Linked DNA regions of Delphinus delphis: region 1 is linked to region 2. The links are chromatin contacts, called in public Hi-C maps. All regions are on one chromosome and are shown on one strand. Each heading gives the region's core, a stretch centred on a gene start, on an enhancer-like site or on the middle of the called end of the contact. The rest is flanking DNA. Distances are from core to core; before and after follow the strand shown. Region 1 holds the start of MVB12A (multivesicular body subunit 12A). Region 2 holds the start of JAK3 (Janus kinase 3).

Evidence for each region. Hi-C and Micro-C count contacts between places; a contact is called where the count stands out from the background.
Region 1: a Hi-C map of lung shows a contact between it and region 2, with 3 times the contacts expected there. The contact joins the promoter of MVB12A here to the promoter of JAK3 in region 2. A contact is called at or near these places in 2 of 3 Hi-C or Micro-C datasets (lung and muscle).

What each region holds. Positions count from the first base shown.
Region 1 is chr3:13,925,946-13,933,097 of mDelDel1.2, reverse strand. It overlaps MVB12A (multivesicular body subunit 12A), which reads left to right and starts at 5,854. Exons shown (of 4, transcript XM_060006693.1): 1 at 5,854-6,035; 2 at 6,165-6,263; 3 at 6,397-6,493. The coding sequence starts at 5,946. It also overlaps the pseudogene LOC132421856.
Region 2 is chr3:13,599,023-13,605,670 of mDelDel1.2, reverse strand. JAK3 (Janus kinase 3) reads right to left here and starts at 5,354. Exons shown (of 24, transcript XM_060008077.1): 1 at 5,287-5,354; 2 at 2,807-3,003; 3 at 2,225-2,348; 4 at 1,791-1,902; 5 at 1,468-1,613; 6 at 768-1,062; 7 at 97-219. The coding sequence starts at 2,990.

The sequences.
Region 1 (7,152 bases), core at 4,605-7,104, 330 kb before region 2:
GCCGCACCGGGTCTTAGATGCGGCAGGGGGGATATTTGTTGAGGCACACGGGATCTTTAGTTGAGGCACGCGGACTTCTTCGTTGCAGCATGTGGACTTCTTAGTTGTGGCATGCAAACTCTTAGTTGTGGCATGCATGCGGGATCTAGTTCCCTGACCAGGGATTGAACCCAGGCCCCCTGCATTGGGAGTGTGCAGTTTTACCCACTGGACCACCAGGGAGGTCCCTGTCCCCTGCCTTTTGACGCCCCAAGGAGCCTTTTAACGCATGTGCAGTGTCTTTCTTGCCCCAAGGATGGGAAATATGTGACCTCTTGATCTACTTTTTTTAAAGATTTATTATTTTTTAATTTATTTCTGGCTGCGTTGGGTCTTAGTTGCGGCATGCAGGATCTTCGTTGAGGCATGTGGGATCTTTTGTTGCGGTGTGCGGGCTTATTTCTCGTGCACGTGGGCTCTGTAGTTTGCGGCACGTGGTCTCTCCAGTTGAGGTGCGCGAGCGCGGTAGTTGTGTTGTGTGGGTTTCATTGCCCTGCGATGTGTGGGATCTTAGTTCCCTGACAAGGGATTGAACCCGCGTCCCCTGCATTGGAAGACAGATTCTTTACCACTGGACCACCAGGGAAGTGGCCAAGTTCTTTTTCTGTTTGGTGTTTTATTTATTTATTTATTTATATTTTGGGGGCTTGCATTGGGTCTTCGTTGCCACGCGCAGGCTTTTGTCTAGTTGCGGCGAGCGGGGGCTACTCTCTGTTGCGGTGCGCAGGCTTCTCATTGTGGTGGCTTGTTGCAGAGCACGGGCTCTAGGCGCGTGGGCTTCAGTAGTTGCGGCATGCGGGCTCAGTAGTTGTGGCTCACGAGCTCTAGAACACAGGCTCGGTAGCTATGGCACACGGGCTTAGTTGCTCCACAGGAGGTGGGATCTTCCCAGACCAGGGCTCGAACCCGCGTCCCCTGCATTGGTAGGTGGATTCTTAACCACTGCGCCACCAGGGAAGCCCCTTAGCAAAGAAAATCCAGGTTGCACACTGCTCTGGGGTCATAAGGCATTTTAGCTTCACTGTGCTGAACGTGAGAAAGAATCCTAAAAATCCACTGGCACAGTAGCTGCCATGGAATCTATAGAAATACAGGAACAGAAAGTCCAGGACGCTGAGGAGATCCCCTGTGGGGTGAGATGCATATGCCAGGAGCACCACAGTGAATAGATAGTTTAAGTACTGCTGGTCAGTGTCACTTAACGCATTGGGTTTCTGGGATTTCTGTAGTATCTTATAAGCCCCTATGCAGCATAAGTGAATTACAGCCCAGAAATAAGCATCTGGATCAAACTGGGAGTCACTGAAGAGCAGGCACCCTGCGGCAGCCAGGAGGAAGGGGGCACTACAGATCTTTGCAGGAGATGTTTTCTCTTTCTGAAAACATTTCTGGTGCCCACAGATGATAACTTTGGCTACATTATGCAAAATGAGAAACATAGGAATGGCCAGTCTGGACAGTGCCCTGGAACCAGCATAGGTGATACCCACAAACAGCACTGAAGCAGGAAGCCATGTGAAAACATCAGATCTTGAACCGCTCTTGATCTCTGCCCAGCCCAGTTTCCATGACACATGAAGCAAAAGTCCACCAATTAAAGCCTGCCACCCTTGGAATAACGCAGGGTAGGTAAATTTCAAGACAGACAGGACATACTTGTTCGTGAGGTAAGAAGCCAGGTAGCAGGTACAAAACGTGAGGCTGACCAGGAACCGCCTCACGCACATCTGTCAATTTGCGCCGCTTCCCCGGGGAACCCGCGGGAGTCCCAGGGCCTCCGCGCAAGCCGGACCACCCAGTGGCCAACCTCTTGATCTTTTACTTAAACAGGGTATAGCCTCTCTCTGTCCCTGCCCTAACTGTTATCTTAAAGTGCCTGCAGGAGACAAAATCCAACTATTTACCCTTATTTCCATCTCAAAGTGCAAACGGGAGGCCAGTTGTAAATATCTAGCCTGGAGCCCACCTGCCTCTTGCCTCAGGAAATGTAAACAGAAGGCTAGTTGTAAATGTCCAGCCTGGAGCCTATCTATCTCCTGCCTCAATGGGGCTCTTGGTGGGAAAAATTGTTACTTGTTTCGGGCATCCTTATCTTAATCTGTGTTTCCTCTCCCAGCTACCTATGTTGCCTCTGTGCTATCTGCCTCCAGAGCCACATAGGCGCCTAACGAGCCACCTCCAATGCTAATGCAATCCCTGGCTGACTACTCAGTGCATATCGTGGAAGAGGGGGGCCATGTGAAATTGTAAGAGCTGGTCATGAGGGGCGGAGTGTTGGAGTGTAACCGAGAGTGGGGTCTGACTGCTCACTGCTCAAAAGCCAATAAAGAGACAAGGTTGGTGGAAAGGAAAGTTTGCTTTATTTTGGAGGCCGGCAACCGGGGGGCGGGAGGATGGACTCCTGTCCAAAGGCCAACTCCCTCTGAGGTCCCTGCATGCAGGGGCTACATGCAGAAACTGCACAGTCAGCTCTGACAGTCGTCTTGAAATTGGTCATGCGGTGGTCTGACCAGCATCATCTTCATTGTTTTAAGTACAGTTAATCTTCAGCTCCAGGGTTTGCTCCCATTTCTTTGAGGCCAGTTCTTGGAATTGCGTAAACTGGAGCAGCTTAGGTCCTGGCTGCAGTCTGGTCATCATGTAGTTAACTTCTTCCACCTGGTGGGGGGGTTCGGTATCTACAAGACAGCTCACAGGATATGGCTCAGAATATTATCTATAGCCCTTGAGAAGGAACTAAAAGTCCTTGACTATGCTTAGTGACTAAACTATTATTATTTAGTCTCGCTAGACTGTTTTCCTTTGTTTCTACATTTTCTTATTTTTCTGACTAAATTTATTCTTCGACTAAAATTTTTCCACAAACAAAAGGCAGGCTGAGGACATGGGGAAGGACCAACTACAGGGTCCTGCTCCGTTTCAGGAGGAGGTCATTGAGAGGACGTGGCTACCAGTTGACCCTCGAGGTGGACCCAGGGAACCAGAGGCCCCTCACCCCCTCTCCATCCTTGGAATGTATGTTCCACCCACTGTTCTCACAAAGGGAGCCATTTTCAAGGATGCAGCCTTGAGAGAGTAAAGTGTTGTTGAGACAATCTGAACGGTATATGCGACTGAATCCTGTTAAGATCTTTATATAAACTTTTAAGATTCTGGTAAGCAGTGTTGCTGCAAGAGAGAAAGTGGGGTATGAGAGGATGGTCACATCCCAGGTCTTAGGTGAGTCCCTGGGACGGCCACCAAGTGTGGGTTCTTGGCTTTGCACAGGAAAGAATTCAAGAGCGAGCCATAGTAAAGTGAAGGAAGGTTTATTCAGGGAGATACACATGCCACAGACAGAGTGTGGGCCATCTCAGAAGGCAAGAGGCCCCAGGATATGGGGTTGTCAGTTTTTATAGGGGTGGGTAATTTCATAGGTTAATGAGTGCGAAGATTATTCCAACTATTTTGGGGAAGGGGAGGGGATTTCCAGGAATTGGGCCACCGCCAACTTTTTGGCCTTTTACGGTAGGCCTCAGAACTGTCAGGGCGCCTGTGGGTGTGACATTTAGCTTACTGATGTATTACAATTAGTGTATACTGAGGCTCAAGGTCTAGTGGAAGTCGACTCCTCCGCCATCTTGGACCTAGTTGGTTCTAACTGAGGTAGGAGATAGATGGGCCCCTGGGCTGGACAGCTGGTGTTTGTCAAGTGGAGTAAAATTGAAGCTTTGTTCTCACCCAGACACTCCAAGGACAAAGCTGGTGGCAGAAGCTGAGCTCTGCTGAAGTAAAGAGATAAGATGACAACTCCTGAGGTTAAGGAAAACTTCCCTGTCTGCACATGCTCAGGAAGGCTCCTTGGGGGTCAAAAAGGGAGGGGGCACCACCCCATAAGTGTGGACATGCACCCACAGGCCTTTGCGGTGGGATCCATCTTAGCAAAAAGTTGTGCACGCATGTTGGGGAGTGACCTAGAACAGGTCAGATGTGGGAAAAGAAATGAGATAATTGGCCAAAGATAAACAAAGACCCGGAAGGACTGTCCTATATAAGGGATTTGTATCAGCTCTTTACTGCACTCTTCCTCATTAGAGAGGTGGCCCATACCCTTTCTCTCTAGGTGTGTATTTCTGCCTAGCTTTCTGTGTATTCTGTATTTCTGCCTGATTTAAATAAATAAACTTCTTCTCTGTGTGCCCTCCCATACACCACGGTGTCTCTAATAATAATAATATTGTCTAATAATAATAATATTATTGTCTCTAATAATAAACTTTGTACCTGTTTTTACAATTTTTGCCTCCTTGAAACATTCCTGCTTTCAAACGGGGGAAACAGCCAGGGCCCCTTTGCTTCTAGTCTCTAGCCCCTGGTGGTATAGTGGCTAGGATTCCTGGTTTTCATCCAGGCTACCCAGGTTCAATTCCTGGGCAGGGAACTGAGATCTCTCTTCAGGACCACTCACTGCCGTCTCTCCGAGATCATAACCAGTTTATGTCGTGTCCTCAATGGCTATGTCATTCTTTTAAAGGTTGTGCCCTGCCCCTTTCCTATCTCAGTGTGGAGATCTATTCATCTTGTGGCTGCCTGAGACAAGCCTCGTATATAAGTTCCCTCGTTTGTTAAACCTGCCACCTACAAATCCGGAGTGGTCTGCCTCTTTCTTTGGTTTCTCCTTGCCTTCTGTGTATGGGGGTCAGTTTCAAATTTCACCTGGGGAACTCCTGGGGTTGGGAACCAACATTCCTCCTAAGCAGTGGGAATAATGGGGTACTTCAAGGGGACCCCATAGTCTTGAGATTGTAAAGTGAAAGAAAGTCTTTCAGAAAGTTCTGAGGACTGTTCCACCGGTTAGAGGTCAAAGCACAGTTGTATAGTTTTTGAGTCAAGGTTTTGACAGTTTACGTAGTCCAGATCTGCACATACAAGGTGAGTAGTGGGTTATCATGACCCTTTACAGGATTGAGAAAGAAATGTTATTTCCTAAGGAGCAACCTTCCTGGCGCCGGAAGCTCTTTTCTTTCAAGCAGTCACTCCTGTGTTAAGGATATCTAGTTAACGTATAATGCAGATGCACAATGCACGCTAAAGGGGAGCAGGTAGTGGCCCAAACGGCAGAGAGAATTTTATGTTAAAAGTTTTTTTGTCCTGCCTTAAAAACAATTTTATTTCATCACAAATATAAAAACCATTATTTTTTTTTTCTCACAGGTGGTACAAAAAACAGGCAGTGGGCTAACCCAGGATATTGTAAAAAATTGGAAAATATACAGGAGTAGATAATATTCTCTTCCCTAGTTTTCCATATTTCCCCCTGAGGCGTGTAAAAGCATGTAGCCATGCTAAATGCTTTTATAACATTAAAAAAAAACTAATTGTATCTGTGAATAATTCCTCAAGTTACACCAAGATTTCATGGCTCAAGTTGGTCCGTATTTTTCGTTAAACTAATCGCAGCATAACACATGAAAGTGTCCTTTCGGATGACCTCCTGGAGCTAGAATTGCGAGTTTTTCATATTTCTCCCCCAAATTTCCGTGAAACACCGACCGTATCTCTGGAGTAGAGGCTGATACCGCAAGGAATTCTGGGGAATGTAGTTTTGGTTTGCAGCTAGCGAGACATTTCCGGCAGAAGTTGCTGGGCGTGAGAAGAAAGCGAGACAGTTTTCCGCAAACGTCGCTCAAAGGCCCACCGTGGGGTTGGGGGGTTGCGGGGCGGGGAGGGTGGGCATGAAGGGTGTGGCTGCTTGTCCCTACGCGTTTGGCCGGCGGCTTCCCCGGCACGCTCATACGGCGCTTCCGGGCCCCCGGTCTTGCAAGGCCGTCTGGGAGTTGTAGTTCAGACTCTTGCCCGAACTCCGAAGTCCAGCTGCGCCTAGGAGGTCAGAGGCCGTCCCCCGCCTTCGGTGCTTGGCTTGGAGGATGGATCCGGGGTCCGGGGCCGACGCGGCCCCGTTGGCTGGTTTGGCCTGGTCGTCGGCCTCGGGGCCCCCGCCGCGGGGGTTCAGTGCGGTGAGCAATGTCAGGGGACCAGGGACGAACAGGGAGAGAGGCGGCGACACCAGGGGCCGGGGGTTGAATGGGGGCAGAGTCGGCTGCGGCCGGGTAAGAGCCTGGCGCTGACCCGCATCCGCGCTGTAGATCTCCTGCACTGTGGAGGGGGCGCCCGCCAGCTTCGGCAAGACTTTCGGGCAGAAATCCGGCTACTTCCTGTGTCTCAATCCTTTGGGCAGCCTAGAGGTAAGGGGCCCTCACCTTCGGAGTCCCCGGGGTCCTCCCACTCCCCTTTGTCCATTCGCTGAGCTCTATGCTAGGCACACGGTCCTTGCTGCTGAGTGATTCTCGATGTATCCCCTCCCCGCCCCCCCGCCAGAATCCACAGGAGAACGTGGTGGTCGATATCCAGGTCCTGGTGGACAAGAGCCCCCTTCCGCCGGGATTCTCTCCGGTCTGCGACCCCCTGGACTCCAGTGAGTCCCCTGTCGAAGGCGGGAGTGGGGTGGGGGGTCAGGGGCACGTTCGCGTCTCTGCGGGGAGGGTCCAGGAAAGGAATGGAGGGACCACAGGCATGCGATTTTTGAATTTTGGCTGCCCCCTTGATGCACTGGGTAATGACAGTGTTGGCTGAGGACTCAGAGGCCTGATCTAGGGCGGGACGATGTACCCCACCCTGCGTAAAAATGTGCCATTGGTACAGTCTCTGTTCTAGAGTAAGTGTTCAGTCAATGCGACCTGTTTTATTACTGTTACTACGCCTTCTTCTTACACTGTAGCTAAGCTGATCCACGCGCAGTTCTATTTTCCACTTCCACGCTTTTGCACACGGGCTCCGGTTACCCTGGAGCTGCCCTCCCAGCCCCGACTGCTCTGCTTTCTAACCATCAGGCTCTCCCTGCCTCTTATGTCCTCTCCATGTCTTGTCATTTATATTTGGCTCTCAGCATATATCTACTGGTACTGGACTTGGCAAACTTTTCCTGTAAAGGGCCAGGTAGTAAATATGTTAGGCTTTCCAGCCCAGATGGTTCCTGTTGCATATATATAATATATACCCCTTTAAAAATGTAAAAGCCATGCTTTGCTCATGAGCCAGACAAAAACGGATTTGGCTCATAGGTTGTAGTTTGCT
Region 2 (6,648 bases), core at 4,105-6,604:
TGAGGATCCGCGTCAGCGCACGCTGCGGCCCGAGGGTGACAGTCCCGCATCCCTGCCCTCGGGTAAGGCAGGAGGGGAACGGGGTCCAGCACCCACCAGGATCTGGTTGTCTGTCCTGGTGATGGTGACCAGGCGGTGCTCCCCGGCGGGGCCAAAGCGTGGGGCCTGCTTGATGCTGATATCCACGATTTCTGGAAAGTCGCAGAAGGGCTGGAGGACCTGGGAAGAAGGGGGAGGACTGAAGCTGAGGATCCCTCCCACTCCAAGCCCCCAGTCCCTTTTGGAAGCCTGGACCCCACCAACCCATACAACCCATACTCATGAGACCCGCCCCTCTCAGCCTCACCCAGTCACATCCCTCTCCCACCCCACCACTGCCAAACCCCGCCTCCTCTCGGCAGGTCCCCCACCCCACCTCACCCCGAGCCCCTCCCTCACTTAGCTCCACTTTATCTCGCGGTGTCTCTTAGTACAGTCGGGAGCCCCACCCACCCTCAGTCCTGCCTCTTCCCTCGACTTGCAGTTAGCCCCACTCTGAACCCCGCCCACCCAACTAGCCCCTCCTTCTACGCCCCGCCCATTTCATTCCCGCCTCCTCGCTCAGCCCTACACCTCACTCAGCAGGGTGCCCTCCCCCACAAGCCCTCTCACAGTCCCTCCTCTCTTCGGCCCCGCCCCTCAAGCCCCGCCCACTTCCTTGCCCCGCCCCCTTGGCCCCGCCCCCGCCGTTGGCCCTGCCCAGAGCCCCAACCCACCCGACCTCGTACCTCGTGTTCTCCCGGGCTCCAGGCGATGCCACTGCCGCCAGCCACGCGGAGCTGCCCCGGCGCATCCTGACCACCAGCAGCTCCGGGGAGGGCCACGCGGAAGGTCTCGGTGGCCCTGTCTGGGTCCAGCCGCTCGAGGTCCATGATGTACTTGGCCATGAGCGAGTGCTTATCAGCCTGGCAGGCGGCCAAGCGGCGCAAGGCCCGGCGCACTGTCCTTCGGATTCGCCTCCGCGTCACGAAGTTCAGGCCCTGGATCAGGTCGCGCAGGCCCGGGGGCAGGCAGGCCTTGTAGCTGCGAGCGGAGGGAGTGGGACCCTCAATGTGGAGGGGGGCCTCCGCAGGGAGGGCAGGGACGTACATCAACCCAGACTTTAGTTGAGGGGCTGGAGTGTCGCCTCACTAGGGGGGCACAGAGACACACTCAGGGACAGGCATGGGCGTAGGGCCTCTATAGGAAGGGCCATTGGGGCCCATAAGACAGACAGGGACACACAGTCCTTTTAGCTGCCTGAAGCCCGACAATGGAGTCTCAGCGGGACTGTGTTGAAAGGAGGGGTGTGGGCTGGGTCACATGAACACACTGGTGGCTTGTAGGTGGGCAGCCCCAAGGTGGGCCTGGACTCTGGCAGTGCTCTGGTGGAGCCATGCTGGCTCACTCCCAGGTAGAGGCTGGGCGCCACAGCCTGGAAGCCCTCACCTGATGGTCTTCAGCAGCTCCTCGGGCCGCTGACCCTGCTCGAGGGCCATCTGGGCCAGGTCCAGCACAGCCAAGCTGAGACACTCACCCTGCTCCTTGAGGCTGAGGCCCATCGGGAGGCGGCCGCTGACCAGGTCATTGCGGTGCTGCAGGCCAGTCACAGCCCAACCATGAGCCCTGATGCTGTTCTGTAGACCCCCACACCTGGGCTGACCTCCACCCCTGGACTGCCACAGGGAGGGTCAGCCGAGGCTGCCCAACCACAAGCCCTGATGTTGCCCCAGGGACCCCACCCCTGGGCTAAGCCCCAGGCAGACCCCTACCTGGGCAAAGAGGTGCTCCAGGACTGGCAGGTCAAGGATGGCACTGGCTACGTCCTTTCGTAGCCCAAAGCGGTGGACCTTCTCTAGCCCAAACCAGTTGGGGAAGTAAAAGCTGTGCGAGAGGGGAGAACGCTGGAGTGGGGATACGATGGAGGGACTGTGCCAGGACCTCAAAGAGCCCAGGTTATGCCACTGACTTGCTGTGTGACCTTGGACAAGTGACCCACCCTCTCTGGCATTAGTTTCCTCACCTGTGAAATGAGCAGTGATCATGCCCTCCCTGGGGCATCCACCAGGAGGTACGTGGAGATGATGATTGAGGGGTCACTGTTGTTTTAAACTCCCATTTCCAAAGCCCTCAGCCAAAGGCATGCCCTCTTGGTATCATTTAACCCATACCTGTGGCGGGGGTGGGGGCAGGGGATACTTCCTACCGGAGCCTGTAGACAAGGACCTGGGTGCCCGCGTCTTCCACGGAGAAGATGTGGCTCGGGGGGAACCAACAGGACAGGTCCTCCAAGGCCAGAGCAAAGAGGGAGTGGTACACGGGCAGGATGCCTGAGGGGACGCCCCCATCAGTTCCCTCCAAGTCTCCCCATCTGTCCCCTGCAGGGCTGCCATGTTATCCCCATGCAGCCCCACAGGCTTTTTCTCACCTTCAGCTCTGACACCATGTCCCACCCCTGCTCGCACCCATTCTAGGGTTCCCCATTGCCCTTAGGAGAGAAGCCATGTGCTCAATCTGCTTCTCAGGGCTCCCTGCCCCTCTACCCAGAGCATCTCTTTCCATGTACAGTTTACCTCGAGGGATGACTAGCTGTTTCCCCTAGTATACCATCACGCCTCTGAGTCTTTGCCATGCCATTTCCTGTGCACCCTCCTCCCTTACCACACCCCTACTCATCCCTCTAACCCCAGCTCCAATGCTGACTCCACTTGGCAGTTCTTCCAGCTCCCAATCTGTTCCGCACAGTCCTACCCCTCCCTCTGGCCAAACATTCTAGGGACCCACTCACCACTGGCCTTAGCAGCCCAAACACATAGCTCTTCAGCTGAGTGGTCCCCAAAGGAGAAGGATAGGCACTGTGGGGGTCCAGGGCCCCGCGGGGGCAGCAGCACGTGCAGGGCACCAGCCTCTGAAGAGGAGAGGCTGCAGGAGCGCTGAGGGATCAGGGGCGTCTCCTCACTTGGAGGTGCCATGAGTGCAGCCTGCCTGGACACAAAAAGAGGCAGCCCCTCAGCTGTGATCAGGGGACAAGGCTACAAAGCTTCTGGGGTGGGGGTGGGGGCAGAGATGCTGATGGATGAGGTAGGGATGAAGCCGGAGAAAGAGGGAGGAGACAGGGACAGAGAGAAACTCAGAGATGGACAGAGACAGAGGGGGGGAGCTGAGTGTGCAAGGTGGGTGAGGAGCCATAACCCCCCAGGTGAGGGCTGTGCTGGGAGGCTGCAAGACGTTCACACAACTTTGTGTGAACTCACACTCCAGACTCTTGGTGCCCAGGACAGACATCTCTAGTCGAACTCCAGCCTCCACACATACCACTTCTCCAACCCTCCTCCAGACAGTCATGACCAATCAATCACAGATATAGGGATTTGCAAACCGGAAAGCAGATAGATACTGGCCTGTGCACATGGGTGGGGATAGAAGTGGCCATCCCTCCCTGTGAAGCTGGAGGATTCAAGCACTTCTGAGGCTGGGGCTAGAAGCTTTTGCAGCTGGTGTGGTGCATGCCTTGGGGGCAGATCCAGACTGATGACTCAGTCAACAGAGATCTCTGTGTCTGTCTCCCCTGCTCCCTACATCTCAGTTCCTTTCATCACTCCCACCATTAGGTCCCCATAGTAGGAAGCCCTCCCTGGGATAGGCCCAGGAGGAAACCGTCCATCTTATTCTCAGGCGTTCTACACCAGCCAACTTCCAGATCTCTGTCGCCCTGGGGGACCCAGAGCTCAGGACCCCTGGCTGGGTAGAGGGAGGAGTAGGGTTTCAAACCCAATGAGGAAAAGGGGGGAGACAGAGAAGATCCACGTAAATTGACCCAAATGAAGAAGATACAAAAAGAGAATGTTGGATAAAAACTATGTTCCAAAATAATAGCAGGACGGGGGCTGATAGCATTAATTAGAGTTTAACACACCCAGAATATAAGCCTGGGACTGGGGATAGGTAAAAACCCCAGGCTCTGGGTTCAAATCCCAGCCCCACCGTATTCTGGTTTCATGACCCCAGCAGGGCTTCCACTGCTGGGACGCAGCTTTCTCGGCTGTGAAATGTGCTGATTCCCACCTGCTTCAGTGAGGTAGCTTGCTGAGCCCAGCCTGAGCTGTCAACACGTTTAATCCACGCTAAGTGGCACAAATCCTTGGTGACATGCCCAGCAAGCCCTTGACAAATGCCAGATGAACCAGACAGGAAGGTCCCTTAGCACAGTGGTTAAGGGGTTACCATCAGGGAGGCAGGGCGTGGGGGAGAGAGAACTTTCCCCAAGGGACAGTCCATTGTCACCAGCTCCCAGACCAGGAATTGGAACGTTCCCGTCCCGTGAGCTCTGACCCTCCCCGCCACCACCCCATCTTGTCACTCCCCACAGAGGTGCCCACAGTCTTATTTCTAACAGTCGTCCTGATCTTGCCCAAATTTGCACCTTTATGTAAATGGAATCACACAGTGTGTCTTGTGTTTAAAATAAATCTTAAAGAAACATGATTTTTAGGGCTTCCCTGGTGGCGCAGTGGTTAGGAATCCACCTGCCAATGCAGGGGACATGGGTTCAAGCCCTGGTCCAGGAGGATCCCACATGTCACGGAGCAACTGGGCCCACAAGACGCAACTGCTGAGCCCGTGAGCCACAACTGCTGAGTCCACATGCCACAACTACTGAAGCCCACGCGCCTAGAGCCTGTGCCCCGCAGTGAGAGAAGCCACCACAAGGAGAAGCCCACGCACAGCAACGAAGAGTAGCCCCCACTCGCCACAACCACAGAAAAGCCTCCTCACAGCAATGAAGACCCAACGCAACCAAAAATAAATAAATAAATTTATAAAAAAAAAAACAAAAACATGATTTTTAAAATATCGAAAGTAAAAAAAGAAAGTCTGTCTGGAGCCCAGAAAAATGCCCCTGTTTTAACACCAAAAGTCCCGTATGCCAGGAAGGTTGGCTGGTCCCCCAGTGTTCTGGCCTGGGACCTGGGATTTTAGGGGCATCAAACTGTCCCCTCAGGGACCGGGAGCCCTGGGCGCATGCGTAATGATTCTTTCAGGTCCAGGAAGCTGGGAATTCGAGGCCTCCTATGCAGAACGAAACTGAGGCCCAGAGAGGGGAGCGCTTTGCCAGAGGCCACACACCCAGCTGTCCCAGCTCACATCTGGCAGCTGTCCTCAGAGGCCTGAAAGGCAAACTTGCCTTTGTCCCCAGCTGCGACCATCCACACAGTCTCCTCCCACGCCCATCCCCGACCAGAGCCCTGTGACACCACCAGCTCTTACCTGGAGGTGAGGACCTCTGGGCCAGCTACGGGACGGCAGAGGCGAGCAACAGCGGGAGGAAAGTCCCACTCGCTCCTTCCTGTGTGGGCCCCTCAGCTTCCTGAGCTGCTGTCACTTACCGAAAGTCATGGTCATGTGGGCGACGGGTTGGGGGGGTGCGGGGAGGGGCAGAAAGTTCCGGAAGCCTCTGCAGCAGCAGTCCTGCTCAGACAGGCTGCTGGAGACCCCAGACCTAAGGGAAGGGGTGACAGCACAGAGAAGGGCCCAGGTCACACAGGGGGACCTCAGCAGGCTCCAGGACTCACTCTCTGTGGGGCCCTGGCAACACCCTCGCTTCTCCAGCCTCAGTTTACCCATCTGTGGCATGTGTGGGTTGGGCACCTAGATTAACTAATTTCGCACCTAAGGAAGGGAACTGGGCTGGATCTGCCCAGGAAGGAGGCAGGGAAGTTGCCCCAGACAAAAGTCAAGTTCTCCTTCACGGTATTTCTCCCATGAGACCCTGGGAGGGATAATAGCTCACTATTGTGCTCTGTGCCCTAAGCCCAGCCCTAGAAACTGTGAAAACCAGACAGACCCGGACCTGCCCTCAGGCTCACTTCACTATCTGGTCTGGCAGGGAAGCAATTAATCATTATGGATAACAAAGAAAACCAAGGTGACAGGACAGGCGCAGGCTGGGGCTCCAGTGCAGGGGTCGGAGGCTCTGTGTAGAGGCCAGGATGGATCAAGCAGGAATCTGAAGCGGGATGAAGAGGGCTCCTGGCAGAGAACACGACAAGCGCAAAGGCCCAGAGGTGGGAGTGAGTCCTCTGTTGATGAGGTTTTATAAACATGAAAGCTGTTTATAAACATAAACATAAAAGCTGTTTTATGTTTTATAAACATAAAAGCTGTTTATAAACATAAACATAAAAGCTGTTTATGGCCCCAAGGGCGTGGCTGGTGCAGTGAGGAGGGAGGGGGATGGCGGGCAGTCAGCTGGGGTCAGATCACAGCGGAGTCTGATGGATGCTTTTTAACACCCCTGAGGCTGTCATGAGTGGAGGAGTGGGGCAGTGTCCAGGTCAGACCCAGGCCAGTGTCCTTAGTAGGATACACACCCCAGAAGGTAGAGCTTTGGGGATAGATTTAAGAGGACACTTGCATCTCTGTAATCCCGTCACAAGCCCTGGCACAAAAATGGCTTTGGTACGATTTTGTTGACTTTAATTCAGTCACCCACAGACACTTCTTGGGCACTTCCTGTGTGCAGGGCATTGGGGACACAGCAGGGGAGGGAGCAGACCCAGTCTCTGCCTGGTGGAGCCAACAGTCTAGTGGGGGAGATGACAATAAATAAACTATTATCCAATCAGTGTT